Linked DNA regions of Sus scrofa: all the other regions are linked to region 1. Evidence: chromatin contacts called from public Hi-C and targeted proximity ligation data. All regions are on one chromosome and are shown on one strand. The core of a region is the stretch at or near the end of the contact, and the rest is flanking DNA. Distances in the headings are between cores, read along the strand shown. Region 1 has its middle 68 kb from the start of ZNF706. Region 2 has its middle 46 kb from the start of YWHAZ. Region 3 overlaps PABPC1 (polyadenylate-binding protein 1). Region 4 overlaps GRHL2 (grainyhead-like protein 2 homolog). Region 5 holds the start of YWHAZ (tyrosine 3-monooxygenase/tryptophan 5-monooxygenase activation protein zeta). Region 6 has its middle 57 kb from the start of PABPC1.

Region 1 (3,163 bases), core at 137-2,636:
GCGTCTACCCCACAGACCACAGAGGAATCACCTGGCCACATCCTCCCTGAATTCCTGCCCCATGAAACTTAGATGTAAGAAAGTGATTGTAGTGTTAAACCTCTAGGTTTTGGAGTTCCCGTCGTGGTGCAGTGGTTAAGGAATCCGACTAGGAACCATGAGGTTGTGGGTTCGATCCCTGGCCTTGCTCAGTGGGTCAAGGATCCCGTGTTGCTGTGGCTCTGGCATAGGCCGGTGGCTACAGCTCTGATTAGACTCCCTAGCCTGGGAACTTCCATATGCTGCGGGAGCGGCCCTAGAAAAGACAAAAACAAAACAAAACAAAAAAAGCAAAAACCTCTAGGTTCCTTTCTTTCTTCTTCTTTTTTTTTAAGGGCTGCACTCAAGGCATATGGAAGTTCCCAGGCTGGGAACAGAATCGGAGCTGTAGCTGCCGGCCTACACCATAGCTACAGCAATGCCCAATCCTTGCCCGATCCTCCAGCAAGGCCAGAGATCGAACCTGCATCCTCATGGATATTAATCGGGTTCATTACCACTAAGCCACAACAGGAACGCCATCCTCTAGGTTTCACGGCACTCTGTGGTACAGCAGTAAATCGCTGGTGGAGAATCTGGTCACCACCACATCCATGGGGCTCTAGTCACTTTCCATTGGGTCTGAGGGTAGAAACTTTGGGGTCATGTGCCCACAAATCATCAGATGCTGTGGCCTTGGACCTCCCCTGTCCCCATAGTGATGAATCCATCTCAGAGTCATCTCTGAAGTGGGGACCGTGGAAATGATGAGTCACAGAGTAGTTCGTAGTGACAAATGGAATAAGAAGAGCTTTAATCCAATGTTATAGTCCACAGCGGTGGCTACAAGGGACAGTATTACCGGATAAATTAAATGAGAATGGCCACTCCTACTTGTTTTAATATTGTCTCCAAGTGTGGGTGTTGATTAATGGTCCAAAGTGATTTGATTTTGCATCATTAACACATTTTTAGCACTTAAGAGGGGAAAAAAGGACAAGGGAAAAGGAAAACAAATACTTTTTTTTTTTCCTCCCTGAGAGTTTGGGATCTGATGTGGTAATGCTGATGGATTATGTAATTGTGGATTATGTAATTTGTGGATAAATGTCTTCTCTTCCTGTCCTGAGCTGACCCTCATCTCTCCTGCTTTCTCTGATCCACGTGCAGTGTCCACCACAGTGGAATAAAAATATATTCTGTAGTCTTTGCTTGAGCCTGTGACTACTTATTTAAAACCAGTTGCCCTTCAGAAAGCGTGAGCCCGCCCCACACAAACGATTCAAGAGCCGGAGTGGAGTAAGTCTGCGTCTCGAGGGAAGACAGCGCACGCAATCAAGGAGTGAACTTGAGCCCAGAAAAACAGACAGCCCAGGCGATGCTGCAACACTGCCTTTGAAGCCATGTTGAGTTTAGTCTGTTCACAGTGAGGCCTGTAAGAGATCAGAAGCTGGAATCTGACGGTTGTCAGGAACCAGACCAGTGCAGCCTCTGGGACCTCGAGGCCTTTGGTTACATGATCTGGGAGTCTGTTTCTCCAGCACTGAGACAAAATCCACAAATGCACACACTTCTCTCTTGTAGAGGAAGATTCCTGGGCTCAGTGTCCAATTTTGAATTTTAAAAACTGGTTTGGAATTTCTATACATTTTTAGCCACATGAAAGGCTTTGCTCATGGTCGACCAGCCTACTCTGACTGAAAACAGATGAAACTGGGGCATTTGAAAGCAATTCCAGTCAGGCCTGTCGCTGCTCCACCTCCAAGGGACCAGGACTGCCCCTGCCCTGTGTGAGGAAGTGGATGAGGTCAGGGCCTCTGAGGGCGTTAGCTTTTCTGTGTCTGAGGTCTTTGCCTTTCCACTGGTAGGAGTGGCTCCAAGTGTGGGTAACAGGACCCGCCCGGTGTCAGGGTGCCATCTGCCCAAGAAGAGGCCCTTGTTGGAGTTTCCATCATGGCACGGTGGTTAATGAATCCAACTAGGAACCATGAGGTTGCGGGTTCGATCCCTGGCCTTGCTCAGTGGGTTAAGGATCCAGAGTTGCTGTGAGCTGTGGTGCAGGCTGAAGATGCGACTCGGATCCCGTGTTGCTGTGTCTGTGACGTAGGCCGGTGGCTACAGCTCCGACTGGACCCCTAGCCTGGGAACCTCCATATGCCACGGGTGTGGCCCTGGAAAAGGCAAAAAGGCAAAAATAAAAAATAAAAAGAAAGGGCCCTTATTGTGAGAGGACTCTGCTGTGCCCTGGGCCCTGTATTGGAGCTGGGGGGCCAAGAACTGAAGCCAGAGCCTGAGCTCCAGGCCAGTCCCGGGGCCTGCAGAGAAGGGAAATTGCAAATAGAGTGAACCACAGCGTGATCTTGCTTGTGTAGGCTGCGGAGTGGAAGGCTTCCTTTCTCTCAACAAAGGTGAAGTTTCTTGAGGTTGGATTTACTGACACCCAGTTGAGCACAGCCGAGAAAGAGCCAAGCCACGGAACCCAGGAGGCAACGGTGAAGTGGCCCAGAGGATGGCATGGGCGTGAACCTCCAAACCAGCCCTGAGGCTGGGAACTGGGGGAGTTCCCGTTGTGGCTTATCGGGTTAAGAACCCAACTAGGGAGTTCCCGTCGTGGCGCAGCGGAAATGAATCTGACTAGGACCCACAACATTTCGGGTTCGATCCCTGGCCTCAATCAGTGGGTGAAGGATCCAGCTTTGCCATGAGCTGTGGTGTAGGTCACAGACGTGGCTGGGACCTGGCGCTGCTGTGGCTCTGGCGTAGGCCAGCAGCAACAGCTCTAATTCAACCCCTAGCCTGGGACCTTCCTTATGCCGCGGGTGTGTCACTAAAAAAGACCAAAAAAAAAAAAAAAAGAACCCAACTAGTATCCATGAGGATCTGGGTTTGATCCCTGGCCTCATTCATGGGTTAAGGATCCGGCGTTTCTGTGAGCTGTGGTGTAGGTGGCAGACGTGGTTCAGATCCTGCGTTGCTGTGGCTGTGGTGTAGGCCAGCAGCTGTAGCTCCGATTGGACCCCTAGCCTGGGAACCTCCATATGCCAAACATGCGGCCCTAAAAAGAAAGAAAAATAAAGGGGGTGGGGAGGAACTGCAGACAGGCGCGCTTGGCTCAGCCACTTGCGTGTGCAGGCTCTCTGTCTGA
Region 2 (3,360 bases), core at 84-2,583, 330 kb after region 1:
TTGTACAACTATAAATGTAATAAATTCATTTGAGTAATTAAAAAAAATGGAAAAAAAAGTATCTGAGAAACTTGCAGACAAAATTTATTCCGGGAGTTCCTGTCGTGGTGCAGCGGAAACGAATCTGACTAGGAACCACGAGGTTTTGGGTTTGATCCCTGGCTTCGCTCAGTGGGTTAAGGATCTGGTGTTGCCGTGAGCTGTGGTGTAGGTTGCAGACTCGGCTCGGATCTGGCGTTGCTGTGGCTGTGTTGTAGGCTAGCAGCTGCCGATCTGATTTGACCCCTAGCCTGGGAACCTCCATATGCTGCATGTGCAGCCCTAAAAAGCAAAAAAAAAAAAAAAAAAAAAAAAAAAAAAAATTATTCCAGAAAAGCTGAACAGCACTGATCTCCCTACCAGGGTCCCTGCTCCCTGCTAGGGGAATACTCAGCCCTCCTACTGTTCTCATCTAGCTGGGGGCCTCGGTATGATTGTAAGGAATCCTATTCCTCGAGCTTGTCTCAGGCAGAGTGAGAAGATCAGAACTTCTGAAAAGCATTGTGTTTCTGTGACATCCCTTCATTCATTGATTCTTCTATTTATTCAACAAATATCAACTTATGGAGTTCTGCTGTGGCTCAGCCAGTTAAGAACCTGACATAATGTCCATGAGGTTGTGGGTTTGATCCTTCACCTTGCTCAGTGGGTTAAGTATCCAGTGTTGCCGGGAGCTGTGATGTGGGTCGCAGACACGGCTCAGATCTGGCGTTTCTGTGGCTGTGGTATGGGCGGGCGGCTATAGCTCCCATTTGACTGCTAGTCTGGGAACCACCCTAAAAAGACAAAACAACAAAAAAACAAACAAACAAAAAAACCCCAAACAAAACCAATATCAACTGAGAACCTTACACACCCAGGGCAGTATTCTGGGCTACAAACTTTCATAATGAATCACAGAGACTTACCCATGTGAAGAGGGCCCAGAGTCAGTGCAGAAAAAGGAAAGCCAGGTCTGTCATAAAGGCTCTGTTACAAGTTAAATTTTGTCCTTCAAAAAGGAGCTGAGGTCCTAAGCCTGTATGTGTACCTGTGAATGTGACCTTATTTGATAATAGAGACTTTTTTGGTTTTCTTTTCATTCTTTTTCTTTTTAGAGCCACACCTGCAGCATAGTTCCCGGGCTAGGGGTTCAATCGGAGCTGCAGCTCCAGGCCTCCACCACAGCCATGGTAACACCAGATCCGAGCTGCATCTGCAAACTATGCCACAGCTTTTGGCAACATTTGATCCTTAGCCTACTGAGCCAAACAGGAACTTGGAGATTTTTTTTTCCTGCTTCCTTTTTCCCCAGCTTTACTGAAAGATACTTGACATATAACTGCGTCAGTGTAAGTTGTACAGCATGTCGATCTGATACACTTATGACTTGCAAACTGAGGAAATAGGATCTTTTCAATCCTTATTTGGACAGTTATTTGGAAACAGGCTCATCAAAGGGATAATCAAAATGAGGTCATTACAGTGGGTTCTAATCCAGTACGACTGATGGCCCTACAGCAAGGAGAACTGCACACATGGAGACAGACCCCCCCCCACCCCCCCAGCACGGAGGATGCCATGTGATGGTGAAGGCAGGTGTTGTGATAGTGGGCCTATAAGCCAAGAAACACCAAAGACTGCCAGCAAACCACCAGCAGCAAGGACGGGGAACGGGCCCCCAGCCTTCTGCAGAATCCTCAGAAGGAACCACCGTCCTGACACTTGGAGCCCCAACTGCTGGCCTCCAGGACTGAGACAATAGACCTCTGTGGTCTAAGCCGTGCAGACTATGGTACAATTGACCCTTGAATAACATGGGTTTGAACTGCATGAGTCCACTTCTAGGTGGATTTGTTTCTTCAGTAAGTACAGTGGGTTGAATCCGTGGCTACAGAACGGCAGGTGCAGAGGCTGCTCTGGGATTTTGGTCTTGGACTCAATCGCCCTTTTACACTGAGGGTCAACTGTACTTGGTTGTATCAGCTCCAGCAAATTAGTAGAGGCTCCGACTGGAGGTGGACAAAACTGAGCAGATCAGAAAGGGGATGGACAGGGAGTGCCCATCGTGGCTCAGTGGTTAATGAACCTGACAAGCATCCATGAAGATGCAGGTTCCACCCCCAGCTTAGTGAGTTAAGGATCCGGCGTTGCTGTGAGCTGTGGTCTAGGCATGGCTGGGATCTGGCGTTGCTGTGGCTGTGGTGTAGGCCAGTGGCTACAGCTCCGATTTGACCCCTAGCCTGGGAACCTCCATATGCTGTGGGGGCGGCCCTAAAAAGACAAAAAAAAAAAAAAAAAAAAAAAAAGAAGAAGAAGAAGAAGAAGAAAAAGAAGAAGGGATGGACGCTGCTTGGGAAATGCCCAGAGTCCTAGAGGAGCCAGCAGGGCTTCACACATTAAGAGCATCACCAGGTCAGCCTGTGATTCTGGCCAAGGCCTCCTGCTGCTTCCAGACCTGGTCAGGGAGAATCATGGACCCTCTGAAATCCAGAATTTCTTCACTATCTCTGCACAGGGGCCTTAAGCATCTCTAAAGACCAGAGAGGGGCCTTCACTTTATGGGGGGCAGGATCCATTTAAACTGCTGTCAGCTTGTCTTGCAGCTGTCAGCTCGGGCCAGGGCATCATATATTTCCCATCAATAATTCCGCTGTTTCAGGAATAGAGGCTCCAGGGCTTCTCTGGGGAGCCAGTGAGTACCATTCATTATTCAGCTCCAGCCTGGCTGCCTTCCCTATTACTCCTTCTCCCTTCCTCCCTCTGCCCTTAGTTTTCATCTTCTATCCTTTCTCCGAGTCTACTCCCCATCAGCCGGCGTGGATGCCTTCCAGATCTGGCGGAGGTTCCCATATCTGTGTGCTGCTGTCCCACCCATGCAGGGGTGCAAAAGTCTAAGAGCAAAGATGTAGCTCAGGAGTCTTCTAATTCCTCATCATGCTTTAAAAGGCCTTTTTTGTGTATAGGAACATTTATAAGTTTTTGTGGTTTGTGGCTCTTTCCTCCCCACACCCAAGATCCTTGTGAATTGTTCAAACAGGGCCTCTTGGCCAAGAATGTGGGGAGAAGGACAGCAGTACCCCTGAGGACTCCTTTGCATGCATCCATGGCCTGGGAGCTTCTGGTTTTGTGAGCCAGCAGGGTGCATGGCTGTGTAGCGGCCACTGGAGGACGTGAGCAGCCCCAGGCTGGCTGTTTCCCACCTGGCCCCTTGGGCAGGATGTGACTTTTTTTTTCTTTTTATGCACCCACAGTGTATGAGTTTCCCAGGCTAGAGGTCGAATCTGAGCTACAGTTGCCAGCTGGCCTACACCACAGCCACAGCCATGCCGGATCCTTAAC
Region 3 (3,300 bases), core at 546-3,045, 510 kb after region 1:
GCGGCGGCACTGCCCGCTGGGACTCGTAGTGCGGTCCGGTAGGAGAACGGAGGAGCCAGCCCTGGCTCCTTTCCCCCACGTTTGGGAAACCGGGCCTGGAAGGGATCACGCCCATCCACTCGTGCCCGGCATCCCTTGGGGGCGTGGGCGAATGGAACAGGGTTGGCTGCGGCGGGAAGAGGCCCGGGTGGCCGTGCACGTGGGGGGTAGTTAGCGCCCGGGAACCCGGAAGCCCCGCGTGCCGCCCACAGCCGCGGTGACGGGTTAACGCTTCTCCCGGGTGGAGGTGGGGCGGGGTGTGTGGGAGGAGGGGCCGTCCCACCCACCTCCTCCAAGTGCAGCCCGCGAGCCGGCCCTCCCCTCCCCCACAGGCGCTACGCAGCACAGGCTCCGCCTCCCCCGGCCGCGGCGCGTGCGCAGAAGCCCCGCCCCTCCGCCCCAGCCCCACCCCCACGCCCGCAGCAGCCACCGCCGCCACCTCTCCCTTCCTCTCGGCTCTTTCCTCCTCCTTTTTTTCTTTTCCCTCCTCCTCCTTGCCCCCTTTTCTCCTCCTCCTCCGGCGCTGACGTTCGCGTAGGGCCCTAGCGTCAGACGCGCGGGGGCGGGGCGAGTGCGGCGGGGGGTATAAGTAGAGGGTGCAGGAGGCGGTGCTTCCCCTTCTCCCCGGCGGTTAGTGCTGAGAGTGCGGAGTGTGTGCTCCGGGCTCGGAACACACATTTATTATTAAAAAAATCCAAAAAAAATCTAAAAAAATCTTTTAAAAAACCCAAAAAAAATTTACAAAAAATCCGCGTCTCCCCCGCCGGAGACTTTTATTTTTTTTTCTTCCTCTTTTATAAAATAACCCGGTGAAGCAGCCGAGACCGACCCGCCCGCCCGCGGCCCCGCAGCAGCTCCAAGAAGGAACCAAGAGACCGAGGCCTTCCCGCTGCCCGGACCCGACACCGCCACCCTCTCTCCCCTGCCGGCAGCCAGCAGCCAGCGGCAAGCGGATCGACTCCGTTCTGCGGCCGTTGAGTAGTTTTCGATTCCGGTTGATTTTTGTCCCTCTGCGCTTGCCCCCGCTCCCCTCCCCCCGGCTCCGGCCCCCCGGCCCCAGCACTCGCTCTCCTCTCACGGAAAGGTCGCGGCCTGTGGCCCTGCGGGCAGCCGTGCCAAGATGAACCCCAGCGCCCCCAGCTACCCCATGGCCTCGCTCTACGTGGGGGACCTACACCCCGACGTGACCGAGGCGATGCTCTACGAGAAGTTCAGCCCGGCCGGGCCCATCCTCTCCATCCGGGTCTGCAGGGACATGATCACCCGCCGCTCCTTGGGCTACGCGTATGTGAACTTCCAGCAGCCGGCGGACGGTGAGATGCGGGCCGGGCGGGCGAGCGGCCATGAGGCTCAGGCGGTGGTGGTGGCGGCGGCGGCGGGCGGGCTAGGCCGGCGGGCCCGGGGGGAGGGAGCGGGAGGGCATGTCACCCCCCCACACACAGGGCCAGTGGGGCGAGGTTCGGGCGCCGGGACCCCGGTTCCCCGTGTCCTCCGGGACCCGTGCCGCCAGTAGCCTCACGCCCCTCGCGTGCCTGGCACTTCCTCCTCTGCGACCATTTTCTCGGCCTCAGCGGCTCAAAGTTTAGGGTGATGACGCGCCGGGAGAGTGGGTGAGATTGGACTCTTCCAAGGCACTCCCGCCAGTAGCTGCGGGATTCTGGGGCGTCGAGCGTCGAGCCCCCTTCTCCGGCAATAGGTGGAGGCGCTCCTTCCACCCCAGGTTCTTGCCGGCGCCCCAGGACCGGGAGGAAGTGCCTTTCGGTGCTCGAAAAATACCACGTGTTGAACCCTGTAACCTCACAGGCCCGAGGCCTGTTCCTGCTACTGGCCCAGTCGCCTGGGGGAGCCACAGGGACTTAGAATAAAGTTAATTTGGGGATCTTGTGCTGGTCGTCAGGTTTCTGATTCCCGTTCTTAATAACTTGTCAGTGACTGATGGCTCTAGAAGTGTAAATTACCAGTGAGCCCAGCGTTGGGGGTTTTCCCCGAGATCAGGCACTTCTCACTGTAGCGTTAACAGGATGGGAGGAGGGGATATGGAAAATGACCCCTTTGAAGGCCATCGTTTTCTCAGGCAATTTAATTTAGGTCGTCTTAATTTTTTTTAATGAAACTAATTTCGCAGTACTAGTAACTTGTTCAGAATATTTTTTCCCCTCTCAAGTAGTTTCTCTGGTTTGGAGGGGTTTAACTTTTAAATGTCATCTGTTTTGACTGTAAAATGTTACTTGTGAGTGTGGTGTGGACTGGACCATAATATGCTTATGTGGCATTCAAGTAGGGGTGTCTTTATTTTTAAAAGTGGTCCAGAGTATCCCTACATGGGGAATGATTGCTCACAATGTTAACAGATACAGAGTTAGCTTGAAATTTATGAGGGAAAATGCAGGCAACCTTGTATTTTTAATTTGAAGTTAAACAGTTCAAAAAAATCCAGATTTTGGCAAACAGATAAACTATGTAGCCTGATGAGTTGCCAGGATTTTTCTTTATATTTGGATTAGTTGACTTACAAAAGTCATTTTCACTTGAGTTTATGACCCTATTTTGCCTCCTTTTTTCCCAGGGTACTTGAATACATGTCAAGTATTACAAAATACAAGGAATTTATTTTTGTAGGAAAGATCTAAAGGGTAGAATTTGAATTTCTAATAACAGACCTAGAGTTATTTAGTGGTCAGCTTTTCACTAGGTAAAGTTGATACTGAGATTTTTGGGGAGGCAGACTGTTGAGTGACACTGAGCCAAAAGTTGTAAAACTGCACTGCAGGTTTCCTGCCCTTTTGCTCTGTAAGCAGTAGCTCCACATGTCACTCCTTAGCAGTTCTTCTCAACTCTGGGAGAGATTTATCACTGAATGGAAGATAAAGTAAGATCAGGGAAGATAATTTGGGGGCAGATAAACTAAAGAGTCAATGGAGAAAATCTGTACGAATTCTAGAGACCATAAAATGGAAACCTTTGAAAGTGGTTGTTCTTTCTAAACTTACATGTAAATCCCAAAAAAACAATTTTTAAAAATTTGTTGGAATTTGAAAAGTCAAACTTGGAGGTTACCATGGTTACAGTACACTGCATATTATCTATCTATACCAGTAGACTAGTACTAAAACTGCTCAACAGAAGGTAGCATTTTTTTCCATCTAATGTTTATTTCATTTGTATGTGTACAAGTGATCCTCTTTAATATTTTCAGTGGTTTTTAACCCCCCACCCCCTAATTACTGCTACATTGATGGACTTTTAGAATAGCTTCTGAAA
Region 4 (3,019 bases), core at 248-2,747, 290 kb before region 1:
CACCAGAGCCACAGCAATGCAGGATCTGAGCCGCATCTGCAACCTACACCACAGCTCACGGCAATGCCGGATCCTTAACCCACTGAGCAAGACCAGGGATCAAACCCTCAACCTCATGGTTCCTAGTCAGATTCGTTAACCACTGAGCCACGATGGGAACTCCCAACCAGACTTTTAATTTACAATCTCATACTCTAGCTGGTCCAAAATCATGTTTATCATTCTTTAATAAGACCATGTTTTACAAACACTTTTCATCTCCTCAGTCAATAATGGCTCTTCTGAACACTCTGAGAGCCAGCAGGGCAAGGATCAACCACATCCCTATTTCAGTGATGACTAAACTAAGGCTTAGGGTGTTATATGTCATATGCAGAGCAATGCAGCTAAAAAGTGAAACAGGCTGTTGAGCAAACCCAGCTCTGAGGGACAACATCATGATAAAGTATTCAATAAATCTGGAGTTCCCGCCATGGCGCAGTGGAAACAAATCTGACTAGGAACCGTGAGGTTGAAGGTTTGATCCCTGGCCTCACTCAGTGGGTTAAGGATCTGGCATTGTGGTGAGCTGATGTGGCTCGGATCTGGCACTGCTGTGGCTGTGGAATAGGCCAGCAGCTGTAGCTCCAATTTGACCCCTAGCCTGGGAACCTCCATATGCCACAGGAACAACCCTAAAAAGGATTAAAAAATAAGTATTCATTAAATCTGAGATGATGATGAACAAGGGAGGGTATGAAAAGTGATATTAAGAGTTGGCATTTTATTTTATTCCACAGTAAGTCAAACTAAGGAAATAACTAGAGGAAAAATTCAAGTTCCAGCTAAATATATAATAAGTTTTAAGAGTACTAAAACTTAGTTTTAGTACTATATTCCCCTCACTTTTTAAAAAAAATCATAAAAGCTGGTCATATTATTCTGGAATAATGTCTTGGAACTGGACTGACCATGACCCCAGGAGCAGAAGATTAAAAATCCATTCACACAGCTGTCAGTGACCAGTAGGTTAATAATGGGTAAATAGCCTGACATATCACGAGACACTTGCTCATGCTGTGTCAGGGTTGCTAAACTAGTGATTTTCTTTTTCTAGGCAAGGAAGGGTTTATTTATATTTTTCCAGTTCTGCTGACTTTTGACAGCACCCCATTCTGAGCCACGACAACCTTTGCCATTAAAATAACATCTTGGATAAACCACATTTCTCTTGGGAGATCAGAAATGCTTTTTCACACTTTCAAATCTATAAACCCAGGAGGAGTCAATAAGCTTGTGTGGTCTCAATTCGACTGTTTCATTTCTTTTCAAAGCCAAGTAAGAAAAGAAGGACAGAAATGACTGCCCCAATTGATAGATGGAAAGAACACAGATTTCAGGTCCCCTGATGCCCTGTCCAATTGCACTGGATTGTACCACAAAAGGACGAGAAGGAAGAAAATTGCTTTCTCTGACATCAGTCCCCATACTGTGGGCACAATGTGTGATTAACACGTGGAGGGCCTCCACGTCCAGCAGCCTTGCGGGGTCAACCTAGGGGAAAGCAAGTCCCTAAGGTATAAACAAAGGACAGCTAAGTTTCATCAGAAAAAGTCTAGGTAGGAGTTTGGGTCTGAAGCCTGTGGCTCTGGCCACACGTGGGAAAAGTCATGAGGAACCCTACTTGCTGGCTGAGCTGCTCTCAGCTTCGGTGCCTAGAAAGGGAGGCGCCAAAATAAAGCACAGAGTTGCAGGCAACGTGGACACACCATGGGTTTAGTTCACAACTCTGCTTGTGGCCTATGTAGCCTAATGACCACGTGTTTCCTAAATAAATTAACATCCCTCCCCCTCATCAGCCTCAGAAAAGAGGAGGTCCTCTTAAGTCCTCACATCATCTCTCACATTACAGAGGAGAATCCAAATGAGTTTATTCCCAACAATAAGTCCCTCTTTGGGATAGAACCTATCATCCCAAAATGACCTTCACCAACGCTAAGTTTGCGGGTAACAACAGCCTTCATCTGACACAAACTGGCAAAAAAAAAAAAAAAAAAAAAAAAATCAACAAACAAACCCCACATATATTTAGTAAGGATATCTGTGGTTAAGAGCTCACAACTGAAAGTAGCAAGTAACTAGGTCAGTAAGCCCCAGAAGGCTCCTCTGAAGAGGAAATACAGGAGGATGGTTTTAAGAGGAACTGAAGTTTCTCAGATGTCTGTCGTAGCTCGTGGCAAACCAAGCAATGTTCCAGCAAAGAACAACAACGTGACAGTACATACACCTATGTTGTCATCTTACTGAGGGTACTGGCGCCTACGGTTGAGTCAGCCAGAGTGGAGAGGCTGGGATCTCAGAGGAGTAAACTGCAGAGAGGTGAGCTGAGAGTCCGTGAGCACTTTGATCTGGAAGTGATGCCCCTTCTCAACGGGAAGTGGAGGGTGGTAGATCCAGCGGAGGCACGTACCAAGAGGTTTGCATATTTGGCGATCTCGCGATGACAAGAGACACAGAAATTAGTGTTTAGGGCCGCTGAGGGATTCAGGACTGATGGGAAAATGTCCATCAAGTCGATAAGCACAGAGAAGTGAGCCAGACCCTGCTGTGTTTCCTTCCCAGTATTTGCCAAGCTTTTCAGCAGCTCAGGACAAGAGACTAAGAAGTGAGCAGAAAGCCCTTGACGAGCATAACTGGTACTAATAGAAGAAGCTGATGAAAAGCTGCTACTCTGAGAGATGGGAAACAGGATTTATTTTCATTTCCTTATGTATATTTTTAAAATCTCTTGTATATTTGATGCAGATTTGAGTATTACGGGGTGGATTTTTTTAACTGCAATCTCTACAGTAAAAATAAAAACATAGCCATTGAAAAAGGGGGTGGGCTTCTTATAATGGCATATAAATCAACAATTATCTTGAAATAAAAGGATTAATTAAAAACAGTTTTGATATGAGAGGCAACATGGTGGCAGTCACTTATGTAACTATTTCTAATGTAAGAATCAATACTTGTGGCTTAGGATAGAATTTCTGAA
Region 5 (3,121 bases), core at 66-2,565, 280 kb after region 1:
GACGCATTAGTAATTTCGAGAAGGGAGGGGGTTGGAGGGTTATGCGATCACAATTTTGGTTTTCACACTGAAGCAGTATATACTTCCCATTCAAGCTAGCTAAGTACTTGTTTAAATACGTGGGGACCTGTTCGGATTTGTGGGGTGTTACCCCCCCGCCCCCCAAGTATTGTGGCATTTCCCTGGGAAGGTAAAAGGAGTCAATTCCCGTAGTGAGTGACAGTAGCTCTTCTCTTCCACACTCAGGCTGTACATTTTTCTTTAAAATTGTGTACCCTCTGGGATCACTGTATGGTTTAGTGTCTTTGCTGTTTTACGACTCTTCAAAAGGATATCTTAAGGAAGACTATAACGGGGGTAAATTGAAAAGTCAAGGGAGCTTTAAAATGAGAGAAAGAATTAGGAAGGGAAGCGTGAGTAGTAATGTATTCAATTGAATTTTGACTGCTAGAAACAGTGCAGTAATTCATCATTTAAACTGAACAAGGACATCAGAAACACTGGTCACACTGGAAGCACTTACTATGCATAATTTAGAGCTCACAGATAGAACTGAAGTTCCGGGACTCATGGAGATATATATATATATCCTTTTTTTTTTTAAGACTGTGCATATAAGAAGGTACAGGTAAATGAACCCTTAGGGCCACTTTGGTCTTGATCCTTGGTGGTGGGTTAATATTGAGAATATCTTAAACAAGAAATTTGGTCATTTCTCCTAGAGAATTGGCATGCTGTCATCAGGTGACAAATTTGCAAAGATCAGTGGACTTGTGGTAGGGGTGGTAAATTTAAATGCTCCTGATAAGAGTAACTATTAAACTAAAAGGACATGAATTAAATTAAACTGACATGAATCGTGCACAAGTATGACAGAAAGTAATGTTTTTGTAAGTGGTGTCTTCACTAAAGATAAGCTCCTTGATTTTGGATTACTTAGTGATAATGGAAACTGAGTGGAAATTTTGACCAAGTAAGATAAAGGTTGGTTTTCAAGGCTCTTGGTCAAATGTGCTTTGACCTTATGTGAAATTAGGATCTTCTGAACAAAGATGAGGCAAAGCTGCTTTAGTTTTGCTAAAGCAAAACTGTTGTTAATGGCTATAAATGACCATCTGCATGCTGAGTATATCAATTTTTTTTCTCATTCTGAACATCCTTTTGTGAGGCTGCATTAAATTCCTCATGTGAAGAATCTTCCATAGGTAATTAGGTTTGGGGTGTTAACACAGCTTATTTACAAGAGAATTAAAGTTGAGTCTGATTGTTTTAATGGAAAAAATATCTAAATGCTACTTTTTCTCTCCTGCAGAACATCCAGTCATGGATAAAAATGAGCTGGTGCAGAAGGCCAAACTGGCCGAGCAGGCTGAGCGATATGATGACATGGCAGCCTGTATGAAGTCTGTAACTGAGCAAGGAGCTGAATTATCCAATGAGGAGAGGAATCTTCTCTCAGTTGCTTATAAAAATGTTGTAGGAGCCCGTAGGTCATCTTGGAGGGTCGTCTCAAGTATTGAGCAAAAGACGGAAGGTGCTGAGAAAAAACAGCAGATGGCTCGAGAATACCGAGAGAAAATTGAGACCGAGCTAAGAGATATCTGCAATGATGTACTGGTGAGAATCCAACCATTCAGTCTAGCATCTATAGTGAATATCAGTTATGTTACTGTCAACTTTTTCTTTTTTTGGTTTTTCTTTTCCTTTTAAAAAAGGGGTGTTCTAGATTTCCAAGTCTTCCAGAATATCTTTACTAAAAGATGTTAAAACAGTAGTGGTTAAATTAAGTTGGTATAAAATAAATGCAATGATGATTATCAATCATTTCACATAGACTGCCAGTGTATTTTTTTTCTAATGGAGAAGATAATAGTATTTTTCAGTTGTGGTTAGAGTATTTGTGGTAGTTCTATGGCTGATTTTCTTAAAAGTAAAAAATACACTGCAGGAATTTTATATGTCTTGTTTTATGTAAGATGTAATGGGAGACATTGTAGCCTTCCCTGAGCTAGCCACTATAATGTTAATGTAGTGAGTCAGCCATGGTGAAAACTGGCTTAGCAGTTGCTTTTCTTTCTTCCTGCTTTTAAGTGTTGAAAGTCATCTTTGAACATTGACAACCACAATAAAAGATTATCTCAAGCTTTATTTTCCAGGTTCACTCAAGAAGTATTTTAAGTATTCAGTCCCTACTGTGTTGAATGGCTGCTTTTTTAAATACCTTAGAAAAATTGAACATTACATTTTGGCTGTTTTAACATTTTCTTAAAAATGGTAACTTTCTATTTCAGAAGAGTTTCAATCTGAGGATAAACTGGTAGAAGATCGACCATTTAGCATATAACATCCTATATATGCTAATACTTTCCCTTTTTAATGAACCAGGCATTTTTGCACTTAAAGTGGGTTTTACTAAATGATTACCCTTATATTGTAGGACTTTAGGTTATACATTGGGTCTCATTATGGCAGCGCTCTTGTATACAGTATCCCAATTTCTCTGAAAATCCAGCTGCACTACTTATTATTTGATCGTTGTTCATGGAAGAACTGCTGTAATGAGCAGTACAGAATTATTTCTGCTGTTGTGGGTTTGGGGTTTGGTACAGTTGTAGTGGTATTCTTTTACATTAATGGAATAGCTTCAGTTCCTAAATTGAATATTTTTCTCAAATGTTAATTTTCTTTAGGCTCTCTTTTAAAGGACAGTTATCTTAACATGGCCTCACAGTCTTCATGTGGTATCTTTTGTGTGTAGTTTGGTTTTGATAACTAACTTGAAATCTTTACACTGATAGCTATCATTTATTTCTAACATGAAAAGGGAGTTCCATGCTTTTATTGAGGCTAAATGACAAATGTTGGTCTTATGGTTTGCTTAAGAATGTAATAAGAATGTTTAAAATTTGAGAATACCATGTTTTTCTGTAATTAAAAAAAAAGTGTTGGACTTTCCCCATCTTGCTCTGTTTACTGGTTAATACCTGTGTACATGCTAATCAGTTTTGTTCATGCTACTGTTTTTCCCCCAGTTATTAAAACCTGATAGATTAAATAATTTTTACTTTGATTTCAAAGAGTTTGTTATAATTTCCCTAAGATAAATGTCAGCTTTAAGAAT
Region 6 (2,914 bases), core at 367-2,866, 380 kb after region 1:
TCACAAGTCACTCCTGACCTTTCCTTCCTGCCCAGCTGCCTCCATTCCTGGCTTTCCTGTGCGAATTTGATGAGGGACTAGATTGGAACCACATGTTTCATGAATCGCCACCAACTTCTGGATTAAAGTGAGCTGAAGAGTTGTTTTGATTTTCAAATTTTTATTGAAGTATAGTTGATTTACAATGTTGTGTTAGTTTCAGGGATTTTATGAACCAAGTGAAATAAGAAATAGGCACACAAGTTAGGTGTTTAAGAAAAGGTAGGGGATTGGCAGTATCGTGAATGTCAGTGTCATGACCAATTCCCAATGTCCTGGCCAACCTACCCACAAGCTATTTACTCAACACCTAAAACGTACTGGTAATCACGGCTAAGGTGGGCTGCTAGCTTCCTATCCCTACGCCAACTCTCTGAGGTGAGCAGCATTATCCCCACTTTACAGATGAAGAAACTGACGCTTAGAGAGTTTAGGTAACTTGCCTGAGTTATAGAAGCATTTGAACTGCAGCCATTCTCACTTTGGCCACTAGCTCTTAACCACTATTGAGCAGTTGCTATGTACCAGGAGCTGTGCTAACGATGCTATGAGTATTAACCTACTGAGTCTTTACAACTAATCTATGAAATGAGTGCTGTTATTGTCCCCATTTACAGAAGCCCTGTTTCCAGCCACAAGGTCACAGAGCTAATACATCCTGGAGCTAAGATTTACCCCACACCACCTTACTCCAGAGTTCACACCCTTAACCCTCACACTGAAATGCTAGGCTTTAAGGAGCTGCTAAAGTCAGCCTCCAAATAACCATGGGAGGGGAGGGGGATGCATTCATCAATGATAACTTCTTATTGGAGTTCCCTTCATGGCTCAGCGGTTAACGAACCCAACTAGGATCCATGAGGATGAGGGTTCAATCCCTGGCCTCACTCAGTGGGTTAAGGATCGGGTGTGGCCATGAACTGTCATGTAGGTCACAGACGTGGCTCGGATCCCATGTTACTCTGGCTGTGGCGTAGGCTAGCAGCTGTAGTGGGAACTTCCATATGCCGTGGATGCGACCCTAAAAAAAAGAAAAAATGATGGCTTCTTCTTATTGGAGGCATCGAGCTATTTTTTTAAGATTCATCAGTGAAGAATAACTTCATTAGTCTTCTCACACTTTCATAATCACACTTTGGTTTCAACAGATGCTCATTGTATACCTGCCATGTAAAAGATTTGGGCGTAGGGCGTAGGGGTTGCAAAGTTGAAGAAGAGTGGTCCTCACCCAGTGGGAGTCCCTGGCTAGGCTGACCAGACGCGTCCATGTAAACCCACAGAAAGGAGACTGATGACAGGGCCTGATGACATGCTAGGGAGTGTGGAGAGCCTTCTCTGGCTTTTGCTGACTGTATGGTCCCTGGTCTGAGTGTGTGGGTGGGGGCAGGTGTGAAGTGAGAGTCAGAGTTTTAAGATGTGCCTGCAGGCAGGGGAGACATGCAGGGCTGAGATACCAGTCAGCCCGCTAGCTCATCTGCTGGTTCCAAACTGAAAGAAAAAGGAGGATTTGGTCTCCGCATCCATCTGGTCATACGCCCCAGGCAGCTCTTTGTTTCCGCTGCCCGATCTCCCTGTCCAAGCCTTCCCTGCCTAACACAGGGACGCATTTCAGGGTTGTGGGGTTCTGTGTGGTCACACAGGAACAGACCTTTCTCTCAACACTTCCAGCCTGGTGTTGGGGGCATGGAGCCCTTGAGATCCCCGCTGCCCATTTCCCAACTGATGATTAACTGTAGCTGACAGCCCAGCATTACATAAGAGGATTATGAAACTCTCTAACAGGGAGGTAGGTGATCTGTGGGTATAAATAGACAAAAACCTCATTACTGTGCTGCTTTAAGACTCAGAGACATCTAGTGGCAGAAAATTATATCTGCGGGGCTGGCACATCCTCTCCAAATAAGTGACTTTTTAAAAGTTGTGATTTGAGGAGTTCCTGTTGTGGCTCAGTGATTAGTAAACCCGACTAGCATCCATGAGGACATGGGTTTGATCCCTGGCAACACTCGGTGGGTTAAGGATCCGGCATTGCCATGAGCTGTGGTGTAGGTCGCAGATGCAGCTTGGATCCTGAGTTGCTGTGGTGTAGGTCAGCAGCTACAGCTCCAGTTAGACCCCTAGCCTGGGAACCTCCATAAGCTGCAGGTGTAGCCCCCCTCCCCCCAAAAAAAGTTGTGCTTTGTGAGGGTTTTGTACATACCCAAATTGGGATACTTTGGGTTAAATTACTTTGAAAGAGAAGAAACGTTATAGGTTTTTCATTTGTAAGAGTAGCATTGTCTTTTTTAAAAATATTATTTAAGTATAGTTAATTTACAATGTTTCAGTTGTATAGCAAAGTGATTTGGTTATACATATGCATATATACACACACATATATGTACACATGCACACATGCATATATTCTTTTTCAGATTCTTTTCCATTAGAGGTTATTACAAAATATTCAGTATATTTCCTTGTGCTATATAGTATGTCCTTGTCGTTTATCTATTTTATATATAATAATGTGTATCTGTTAATTGCAAATTCGTAATTTGTCCCTCCTGGCCCTTTCCCTCTTGGTAACCATGTTTGTTTTCTAAGTCTGTGAGTCTGTTTCTGTTTGATAAACAAGTCCATTTGTATCAAGTTTTTAAATTCTACCTATAAGCGATATCATATATTTGTCTCTGTCTGACCTTCTTCACTTAGTATGATAATCTCTACTTCCATTCATGTTCCAACTGGCATTATTTTGTTCTTTTTTATGGCTGAGTAATATTTCACTGTCTATATGTACCACATCTTCTTTATCCATTCATCTGTTGATCAACATTTAGGTTGATTCCAGGTCTTGGCTTCTGTATATAGTACTGCTAGCAACATTGAAGTG

Evidence for each region. A called contact is a pair of places that touch in the nucleus more often than the background predicts.
Region 2: a contact with region 1 is called in a targeted proximity ligation map of alveolar macrophages. A contact is called at or near these places in 1 of 47 Hi-C or Micro-C datasets (embryonic fibroblasts) and 1 of 2 datasets of targeted methods (alveolar macrophages).
Region 3: a contact with region 1 is called in a targeted proximity ligation map of alveolar macrophages. A contact is called at or near these places in 5 of 47 Hi-C or Micro-C datasets (alveolar macrophages, embryonic fibroblasts, fetal heart ventricle and 2 more) and 1 of 2 datasets of targeted methods (alveolar macrophages).
Region 4: a contact with region 1 is called in a targeted proximity ligation map of alveolar macrophages. A contact is called at or near these places in 1 of 47 Hi-C or Micro-C datasets (blood) and 1 of 2 datasets of targeted methods (alveolar macrophages).
Region 5: a targeted proximity ligation map of alveolar macrophages shows a contact between it and region 1. A contact is called at or near these places in 1 of 5 promoter capture datasets (liver), 12 of 47 Hi-C or Micro-C datasets (brain, embryonic fibroblasts, fetal heart ventricle and 6 more) and 2 of 2 datasets of targeted methods (alveolar macrophages and skeletal muscle).
Region 6: a Hi-C map of omental adipose tissue shows a contact between it and region 1, with 3 times the contacts expected there. A contact is called at or near these places in 1 of 5 promoter capture datasets (liver), 24 of 47 Hi-C or Micro-C datasets (alveolar macrophages, blood, brain and 14 more) and 2 of 2 datasets of targeted methods (alveolar macrophages and skeletal muscle).

Annotation. Positions count from the first base shown.
Region 1 is chr4:35,698,900-35,702,062 of Sscrofa11.1, forward strand. No RefSeq gene overlaps it. Among named protein-coding and RNA genes, the nearest start is that of ZNF706, 68 kb to the right of the region's middle.
Region 2 is chr4:36,024,173-36,027,532 of Sscrofa11.1, forward strand. No RefSeq gene overlaps it. Among named protein-coding and RNA genes, the nearest start is that of YWHAZ, 46 kb to the left of the region's middle.
Region 3 is chr4:36,208,511-36,211,810 of Sscrofa11.1, forward strand. PABPC1 (polyadenylate-binding protein 1) reads left to right here. Exons shown (of 16, transcript XM_001927747.4): 2 at 1-1,352. The coding sequence starts at 1,160. Among named protein-coding and RNA genes, the nearest start is that of PABPC1, 73 kb to the left of the region's middle.
Region 4 is chr4:35,407,689-35,410,707 of Sscrofa11.1, forward strand. All of the region lies in intron 12 of GRHL2 (grainyhead-like protein 2 homolog), which reads right to left. Among named protein-coding and RNA genes, the nearest start is that of NCALD, 140 kb to the left of the region's middle.
Region 5 is chr4:35,978,512-35,981,632 of Sscrofa11.1, forward strand. It overlaps YWHAZ (tyrosine 3-monooxygenase/tryptophan 5-monooxygenase activation protein zeta), which reads left to right and starts at 1,316. Exons shown (of 5, transcript NM_001315726.1): 1 at 1,316-1,617. The coding sequence starts at 1,324.
Region 6 is chr4:36,079,270-36,082,183 of Sscrofa11.1, forward strand. No RefSeq gene overlaps it. Among named protein-coding and RNA genes, the nearest start is that of PABPC1, 57 kb to the right of the region's middle.